Linked DNA regions of Mus musculus: region 1 is linked to region 2. Evidence: chromatin contacts called from public Micro-C data. All regions are on one chromosome and are shown on one strand. The core of a region is the stretch at or near the end of the contact, and the rest is flanking DNA. Distances in the headings are between cores, read along the strand shown.

Region 1 (4,425 bases), core at 1,168-3,667, 250 kb after region 2:
TTATGGAATTAATCTCTGAAGGAGCACTTATCCAAGGTTATTTCATTAATCCTCACAACATGATCTTGGAGTCTCTCTTTCATAATGGTTGCAATTTACCAGTGGGAAGTAAATAACTTCACTAACATCATCATAGTCTTTGGCTCCCCTGTCTGTGGGCACATGTCTGGGCCACCTCTTCATGTTGAAAGTTTTGTGAATTATGTAAGTTATGCAGTACGCCAGCTGGCTGTGGCTTCCATAACAAAAGGTCACTGACTGGGTGGCTTAAAATACAGAAAGTTATGTCCTTACATTTCTGAAGGATTGAAGTCCAATGTTAAGGAACTGGCCCTTTGGTTGCTTCTTGGATCTTGCTCTGTAATGGGTAGATATTCATACTCAAAACTGTATCTGCTTTGTTTGTCCCCGTGTCTTTGTGATTTGTGTTCAATAACCTATTCTATTGACTTAGGACCTACTATAATGTCCCAATAGTAACTTAATCACCTCTATCAAGGTCAAGTTATGAGATTACAGGGATTAGGCTTTTGTCTTAGGAATTTTTTTTTAGTTACATATTTTCCTCAATTACATTTCCAATGCTATCCCAAAAGTCCCCCATACCCTCCCCTCCACTCCCCTACCCACCCATTCCCACTTTTTGGCCCTGGCGTTTCCCTGTACTGGGGCATATAAAGTTTGCGTGTCTAATAGGCCTCTATCTTTTGATACATATGTAGCTAGAGTCTTAGAAATTTTTAATGAAACACAATTCACCATGGAACACTTAGTGTGACATTTAGAAGTCAGGTTATGTCATCACTCTTGTAAGAGCACTCTGAGGGATGGTAACCAAGGATGGTTGGCATAAAGGTGGTGTTTAAAGAGATAGTGTTAGGATGGTGCTTAAGAGTCTGCAACAACAACATTATGAACTAACCAGTACCCCTGAGCTCTTGACTCTAGCTGCATATGTATTAAAAGATGGCCTAGTGGGACATCACTGGAAAGAGAGGCCCATTGGACATGCAAACTTTATATGCCCCAGTACAGGGGAAAGCCAGGGCTAAAAAAAAAATGGGAATGGTTGGGTAGGGGAGTGGGTGGGGGAGGGTATGGGGACTTTTGGGATAGCATTGGAAATGTAATTGAGGAAAATACGTAATAAAAATATTTAAATTAAAAAAAAGAGAAAATCACAAAAAAAAGAGTCTGCAACAAAAAGTTCTCAATAGTCTTATGAAGTGTGTGTGTGTGCTATGTGATAAATATATGAAATGTATGTTTATATGAGTGTAATTTAAATGTATATGTAGAAACTTATTCATAAAAGCAGACCCATAGCACACCATTATCTTTTGTTAAATATAAGCAACAGTGTTAAAAACCTTCTTCATTTTTATGGACAACTATCCCAATTGTGCATGGTCAGTTACAGTATCACGTACGTAACTGACCTGCACACTGAGTTCTGTACTTGTGTGTAACTGTGCTGTGAAATTTAAAAATGAGATATTTTAATAATATTACCATAGGAAGAAACCAATAAAAAATTAAAGAGGACAGTTTCAGATTTCTAAAAAGGGTTAATGAAACTATTTATCATACATCTTCTTGTGTTAAAATTTCCTTATGTGCTTCATTAGTATTTCCAAGTCATTATCTACTATCCAGTCAGTAATAATGCCTGCCAGAGTTGGACCTTTATCTCTGACTTTGTTGCACTTTTGGCATGAAAGACCCATATGCAGAACAAGTAGAAATACGAATCTCATATGAACTTTTACCCCATTCTAGTAATTGCAGAGTGAGTGTTTCATTAAGAATGCTAGGGAAGATCATTTTTTATAATTTTAATTGAAGGATTCCTGATAGGATGATACATTTAAACATTTATTTCCCAAATGTTCTTGTTTGTTTGTTCTTTGAGAGATCACAGAGATTTCAGGAGGTATGTGGCCTCCTTGAAAAAAAAATAGCCATTGGTGTGTGTTATTAAAACCTGGCATACCTCAGGATGACCTCAGCTTCTTCACCACTGACCCAGCTGCTTCATGATTCTACTACCTCACTCTTGCCTTCTCTACCACGATAGTCCATAAGCTCTTATGCCGAGATCAAAACAAACCCTTCTCATCTTACATTACTTCTTTCAAGTGATAAGAAAATACCAAAACAACCCAACAAGGCAAGATGTCCAAATCATCATACATATGAAGCAGGAAGAATAACTAGGAGACTAGGAGAAGGCAACGGTGACAGCATCTAAGAGGTAAATATAAGGGGAATCCCACTGGAATAGTATAAATTATGAGAGCCAAACATATTTTACAACCAGAGTCAAAAAAATCATATGATTCCTAGGGCTGGCAGGGATCATGACCTGTGCCACAGTAAGGCCTCTGGCACTCTGAAGAGTAAACAAGAGCTCAGAGTGACTCATGGCTTTGCTGTCATGTTAAAAGTTAATATTCTCTTTTGTTTCCACTGTCAAGATTTAGGGATATCTGTGTCATCACAGTACATTTCAAGTTCAAATAAAGAGCATTCCAATGGCTACACCCAGGGAAAGGACAGTGCCGTGTTATGACAAAGCTTTTGAAGCAATCTGAAATCAATGCCTATCTGAACATTAGTGAGAGTGGCAGGTGAGCATGGATACATAACATACAAAAGGAACTGGGGATATGCAGGTACCAAATAGCTTGTTTTAAAGTGTGAACCAACAGAGTGCTGCTTTAGATGTGAGTCCAGAGGACTTTCTGAGCTTGAAGCATTCACTTGCTTTTGATGCTATAGTGTTTCAGCAGACAGCAATCAGGGATGGAGTTTTGAAATCCATGTGTGAGAGCTATGGAGAGTCATGGTCTAGACTCCCAGAAGGAAGTTTCTGTGGAGAGCTGGAGACAAAGGGAGACTGCCACAAGGCAAAGATACACTGCTGGAGTCTTCAGTTACTTTTGGTGGGCTCCTGTGAGACAATATGGGTAAGGTGTTACTTTAAAGGTGCATGGTGTCTGGAGGAACAGGTAACATTAGAAAGAGATTAGCAGTCCTTGGGGATGCTCAGGACTATCCAACTCCTCCTCTTCCTCTTCCTCTTTCTCCTCCTCCTCCCCCTTCTTCTTCCTGATGAGAACATGATGGGAATCACTTACAAGTGAGAGTTTAAAATTCATATAAAGGCTTAAATTTTTCTTAGTATTTGAAGAGATACCAGAGAATAAAATTGCTGACAGTAGGGTCGTTGCAGTGACAGAATCTAGGTCGTGCCTTTCTCTGTTGAGCTGACACTTGCCTTCCAAGAAGGATGGTCTTAGCTTTGTTAATCATTCCAGAACATTCACATTAAAGAATTTTAACAAACAATCATTGATTACTTTTTCTGATTAAAAAAAAATGTTGCTATCCCCAACTGTACATTTTATAGTTTATCTCTTAAGTTAGTTTCCTTAGCACTAGATATTTTTTTCTCATACATTTTTCCAATTGTAGATGTGATAAGGCCATTCTCCCTTTACATAACTAAACCAAAAGTTAATATTATCATTCTACTTATGAAGAATACATGATTGTCCCATCTAAAGCTATATTAGACAGCAATTATTTTGGTATTTTATGACTTTTTAAGGAAAATTTAAAGAAAACTCCCATTTTTAATATTATTTTCTTAAATTTATTATTTTTTTCTGGAATGGAGGAAGAAAAGGAAAACTGATAATTCTGCCCTCTGACCTGACAGCTTGGATTATAATTTTAAAACTTGTTTCCTACCCTTGAATCATAACCCAGTGAAATTCTTTTTAAACAATTCAGTGTCTTAAGTTCTAAATCTATTTATATTTATTTTTAAACATGTGTATGCATGTGTGTGTGTGGGTATCTGAAGAAGCCAAAAACCAGCATTGGAGCCCCGAGAGTTGGTCTTACAAATGGTGGCATACTGCATGCCATGGCTGCTGGGAGTTAAACTCTGTAAGAGAATCAAGGGAGATAAGCCTCTTGGCCATTTTCCCAGCCTCCAATTTAAAAAGTTTTGTATAGATTATCTAAGACAAAGTTTGGCTTTAGATATTACAATCTATTAAAGTTTGTGAGCCCAGTCTGGTGTGTGGGTGGTTTGTACACAAATAAGGAATCAGAAATGGTGTTTACATTTTAAAATGTAAGAAAAACAACAAACAAAAGAAAAGGAAAGAAATTGCTACTGAGATTGTTTATGTCGCACCAACTCTAAAATATTTACTATTGGATTGTGACCAGCAGTAGATAATGAATCCCAGAACTAAAGGATTCTGCAACAGATTTTCTTTGAATTCCCTTCTTAATGCTGTTTTCTCCCTGTTCCCACCTATGGATTTTGCTGTTGTTTATTTGTAAAGTGTCTTCGTGAAGCATGGCTTTGCTTGGGTTAACAAACCAACAAATGTGATACCAATCATC
Region 2 (3,932 bases), core at 249-2,748:
ATCTCATAGAAATTCTAAGGTTTTGGGGACGACAGCATGAAAAAACTCCCATCCCCATTCCCATCCCCTCTTCTCAAGTAGCCCAAGCTGCTCTTAAGCTTATTACTTACTGGATTCTCAATTCTTCTGGCTCTGCAGAAATTACAGGACATGTCACCATACCCAGCTTCTCTCTCTTTTGAGACATGGTCTCAATATTTAATCTGTGTTTTGCCTCTGTGTCCTGAGTGCTGGGCAAGAGGTTACCCAGTCTCTGTTCCTCTTTAATTTTTCTTGGCAGTGAGGCTCTTGACTTACATTATAGAAAACAGAATTATGTTTCGTTATATTTATACTTATATTAATTATATTGATATTATAACTTATATTAATTACATCAATATAATTAACTATATTAATTATATTTCTACTTATAACACATCTATCATACTTCATTCCTTCTTTACCTGAAGCTGTTCAGGGAAAATAAGGGGAAAAGAAAGAAAGGAAGGAAAAAAGAAGGAAAGAAAGACAGACAGACAGACAGGCAGGCACCACAGGTAAGAGAAGGGCAGGCCAGGCCAAGGAGTGGCTCATAGACAGGCCTGATTCTGTATGTTCACTACAGAGCATCAGAGCATCCCTGGAGCCATTTCCTAATCATTTGTGTGTCATTTTCAGTGGTTTGACTAAAAATGGCTTCAATAGTCTCAGATATTTATATGCTTATCTCCAGGGAGTTGTACTAATTAAAAGGATGATAAGGATTAGGGGGTGTGGCCTGGTGGGATGAAATGTGTCACTGAAGATGGGCTTTGAGGTTTCAAAAGCCACTCCAGGCCCAGTGTCTCTCTCTGCTTTCAGATCAAAATGTAGCTGTCTGCTACTTCTCTAGCACCAGGCCAGTCAAGAAGCACTAGAAGTTAAAGGTGACATTATATATAAAGTAGCCAATAGGCAGAAAGTAGCCACTACATGTTAGTTACTTGTGTTTTTCATGGACACTACTTGCTGGTTTTTCAATCTGAAATTCTTACCTTGCTCACTGTCTCAGAAAGATTCTGACAGATTGGTGCCTCCGTTGGGAAGTTTCTTTCCTTCCTCAGCCTATGGTAGGCTCGCCCCTGGGATGGTGTTGATATCTATAAGTACTTCATAAACCACAGTTTGTGTATTTGTGTCCCTTGTTAGTCTCAGGCTTTTGAGATAAGGACAGTGAATTTGGGGTCTCTAGCATTCATCACAGTGTCAGGAAACTGGAAAATGCATGTTTATTCTTGGAAGGCAAGGCTTCAAGCGATATAGACGGGATGAGATGACCCAATGACTTGATTTGTCTAGAATGGTCTTCATTACACCTGCCATGGCAGCACAATTTTTTTGGCTCCCTATTTTATTTTCAGAATAGTCCTGCTTTGTTAAAGGCAAATTGAAAACTTCCCACAGCCTTTAGAAGGCTGGTAAAGACTTGTTCATTGAACTTCCTTTCTTGTCAGAGCAAGGCCGTTAGTGAGTGACATCAGGGCCTGGGAAAGTCACCTTGCACAAGGAAAATCCCTTATGACTTGACAGTGGCTAGTTTCTGAGTGCTGAGTCACTGGCTGCATTTCCCAAAAGAGAGTTAAGAAACAACTGCCCACTGTCTCAAAGGGTATGGGCTCCTGGAACCTACTACCTGCTCAGCTTTGAGTATCATCGGGAAATTGCCTTTGGGTGCTGGTAGACCCCATTTGCCATGCTTCCCCGGTGCCTCAGCAGCTCTGCCCTGCTGCAGAGCTTTTCAGAGTGGCTCTGTTGAATGTCTCTGGTGTTCTCTAGGTTGAGTCTAAAATGGAAGAAAATTGGCTCAGGACTGAGTCCAAACTTCACTCACCTCTGAGGTTTCCTGTTACCCAGGAAAAAGAGGTTTAAATGACCCTGGAAATCTGCTTACTGGAATCATCCATGAAGACTTCAGAGAATGTGTCAGCCATCACCTTGGCTGATCCTGCAGGTCCCCTGATTTTGGAAGAGAGAACGGGGGTGGGGGGGCATGGGGTGTCTTTTCTCAATGTTCAGGACCCAGTTCAGAAAATTCCCTAGACTGCCACATCTAATTTTTAAAAACAACTACTAATGCTACAACTTAAAATTAAGTTAAAAGATGATTTATTTATGTTTGTCTCTGTGTGTATGTTGGTCTCTTCCCAAACCTGGGCCTTTTGTCTCCAGTCTTGTCAAGGCAGAGGACACAGGCATTTGCCCACTGCCTGGATTGTATATGGTTGTTAGAATCCAAATTCTGGTCATTGTCAGTATACACCAAGAACTTTTATTAATTGCTGAGCCATTTTTTCCATCCCCAATGTGGCAATTTGCCTAAAATGAGAGACCTTAAAACAGTGCTTAGAAGAACAGTGCTCAACTTCCAAATACTTTGAGAAACAAAAGCAAAACCCATTCCAGTCACCCCCCACTCACCAAGGAAGTAGAATTGTCTGTATCCTATATATATATCCGTGTCCCCAGCACACCACCACCCCTCCCACCTTGCTTATAAGTTTTTCAAAAATTACAAACAGGTTTCCTTCCTATTTCTTTCTTTCATCTCTCAGTTTCTCGCAAATACTTAGAAATTCAAAGCAGCAAGCTATTGATGCTGCTGAGTGATTTGACTTGCTCTGCTCCACTAGGACAGGAACCTTAAGAGACATAAATGTGATGTAGGCTACCATTTGAATCCCGGGAACAACATCTAGTTCAACATGAAGAGGAGAAATGATGCACATTTGGAGTCGACACTCTGAAAGTCAGTCCACTGGCTTTTGAGATACAGGGAACTTTGCTTAGCATTTGTTTAAAAAGGGAAAGACACATTTTGAAATGTGAGGCATACTGTGAGTCCTGGAATATTCTATGGTTGATTTCTGGCATTACTAAAGTTTTCTAATTTTCAAATATATATGTGTGTATAGTATATATTTATATATATATTACATTTGAATGTTATAAAAATAATCCACACGTACTGAATAAATATCAAATAGTCATACAAAAGTGGGACTTACTTATCATGAATTCATGTCTGATTTACCTTAAGGAATATTTCCTTCACCTGGCATGGTGATGTAGGCCTGTAATCCCAGCAGTTTGGGAGTCTAAAGCAGGAGGATGGAAAGTTTGAGGATAACTTGTATTACAAGATGAGTTCAAGGAGCTACCTGGGAAATTTAGTGAGACCCTGTCTCAAAAACAAACAAACAAACAAACAAACAATCAAACAACAAAAACAATTAAGAAATGAGGCCACAAATGTGGCTCAGTGTGTACAAGTGCTGGCTAGACAATGCACTTGTCAGAGGAACTAAGTTTGTCACTGGAATCCAGGATGGAAGGAGAGAATAAACCCTCAAAATTGTTCTCTAATCTCCACATGTGTACTTTGGACACACATATGCCAGTGTTCAATGCAGACATACTCATACACACATACATAGCCATAAACACACACACACACACACACAGACACACACACACAAAGCCATATATATACATACATACACACATACAAACATACACACACATAGCCATAAACACACATACAGAGCCATACACACACATACACACACATACACACACACACACACACACACACACACACACACACACATACATAAATTTGACATAGGGCCTCAACATATAGCTCAGGCTGGCCTTGAACTCACAGAGGGTAGCCTGCTTTGCTGCTTTGCCTCTAGAGACCTTCAAATATTCAAATATTAGGATTGATAATATGTGCCATTAGGCTTAGTAAATTGTCAGATATACGTGAAGAGGCCATTCAAAGTAAAATAATAAAATTACAAATGGAAAATTTTCATTTGCTCATCTTTCTCCCTCCTTTCTTAAGACAGGCAATCTCCTTTACAAAATACTCTCTTTATTACCACCCCCCTGAGATTAGCTCAGAAAAC

The links. A called contact is a pair of places that touch in the nucleus more often than the background predicts.
Region 1: a Micro-C map of brown adipocytes shows a contact between it and region 2, with 4 times the contacts expected there. The contact joins two enhancer-like sites. A contact is called at or near these places in 2 of 484 Hi-C or Micro-C datasets (brown adipocytes and ventricular fibroblasts) and 2 of 115 datasets of contacts at active chromatin or transcription factors (fibro-adipogenic progenitors and pancreatic cancer cells).

Annotation. Positions count from the first base shown.
Region 1 is chr10:37,478,089-37,482,513 of GRCm38.p6, forward strand. No RefSeq gene overlaps it. Among named protein-coding and RNA genes, the nearest start is that of Gm31330, 43 kb to the left of the region's middle. Within about 2 kb of position 2,418, at least 39 of the 459 cell types and tissues checked have an H3K27ac peak or open chromatin away from gene starts, as enhancers often do. A contact at or near this core is called in brown adipocytes and pancreatic cancer cells, where this site is marked.
Region 2 is chr10:37,226,548-37,230,479 of GRCm38.p6, forward strand. No RefSeq gene overlaps it. Among named protein-coding and RNA genes, the nearest start is that of 5930403N24Rik, 89 kb to the left of the region's middle. Within about 2 kb of position 1,499, at least 25 of the 459 cell types and tissues checked have an H3K27ac peak or open chromatin away from gene starts, as enhancers often do. A contact at or near this core is called in brown adipocytes and pancreatic cancer cells, where this site is marked.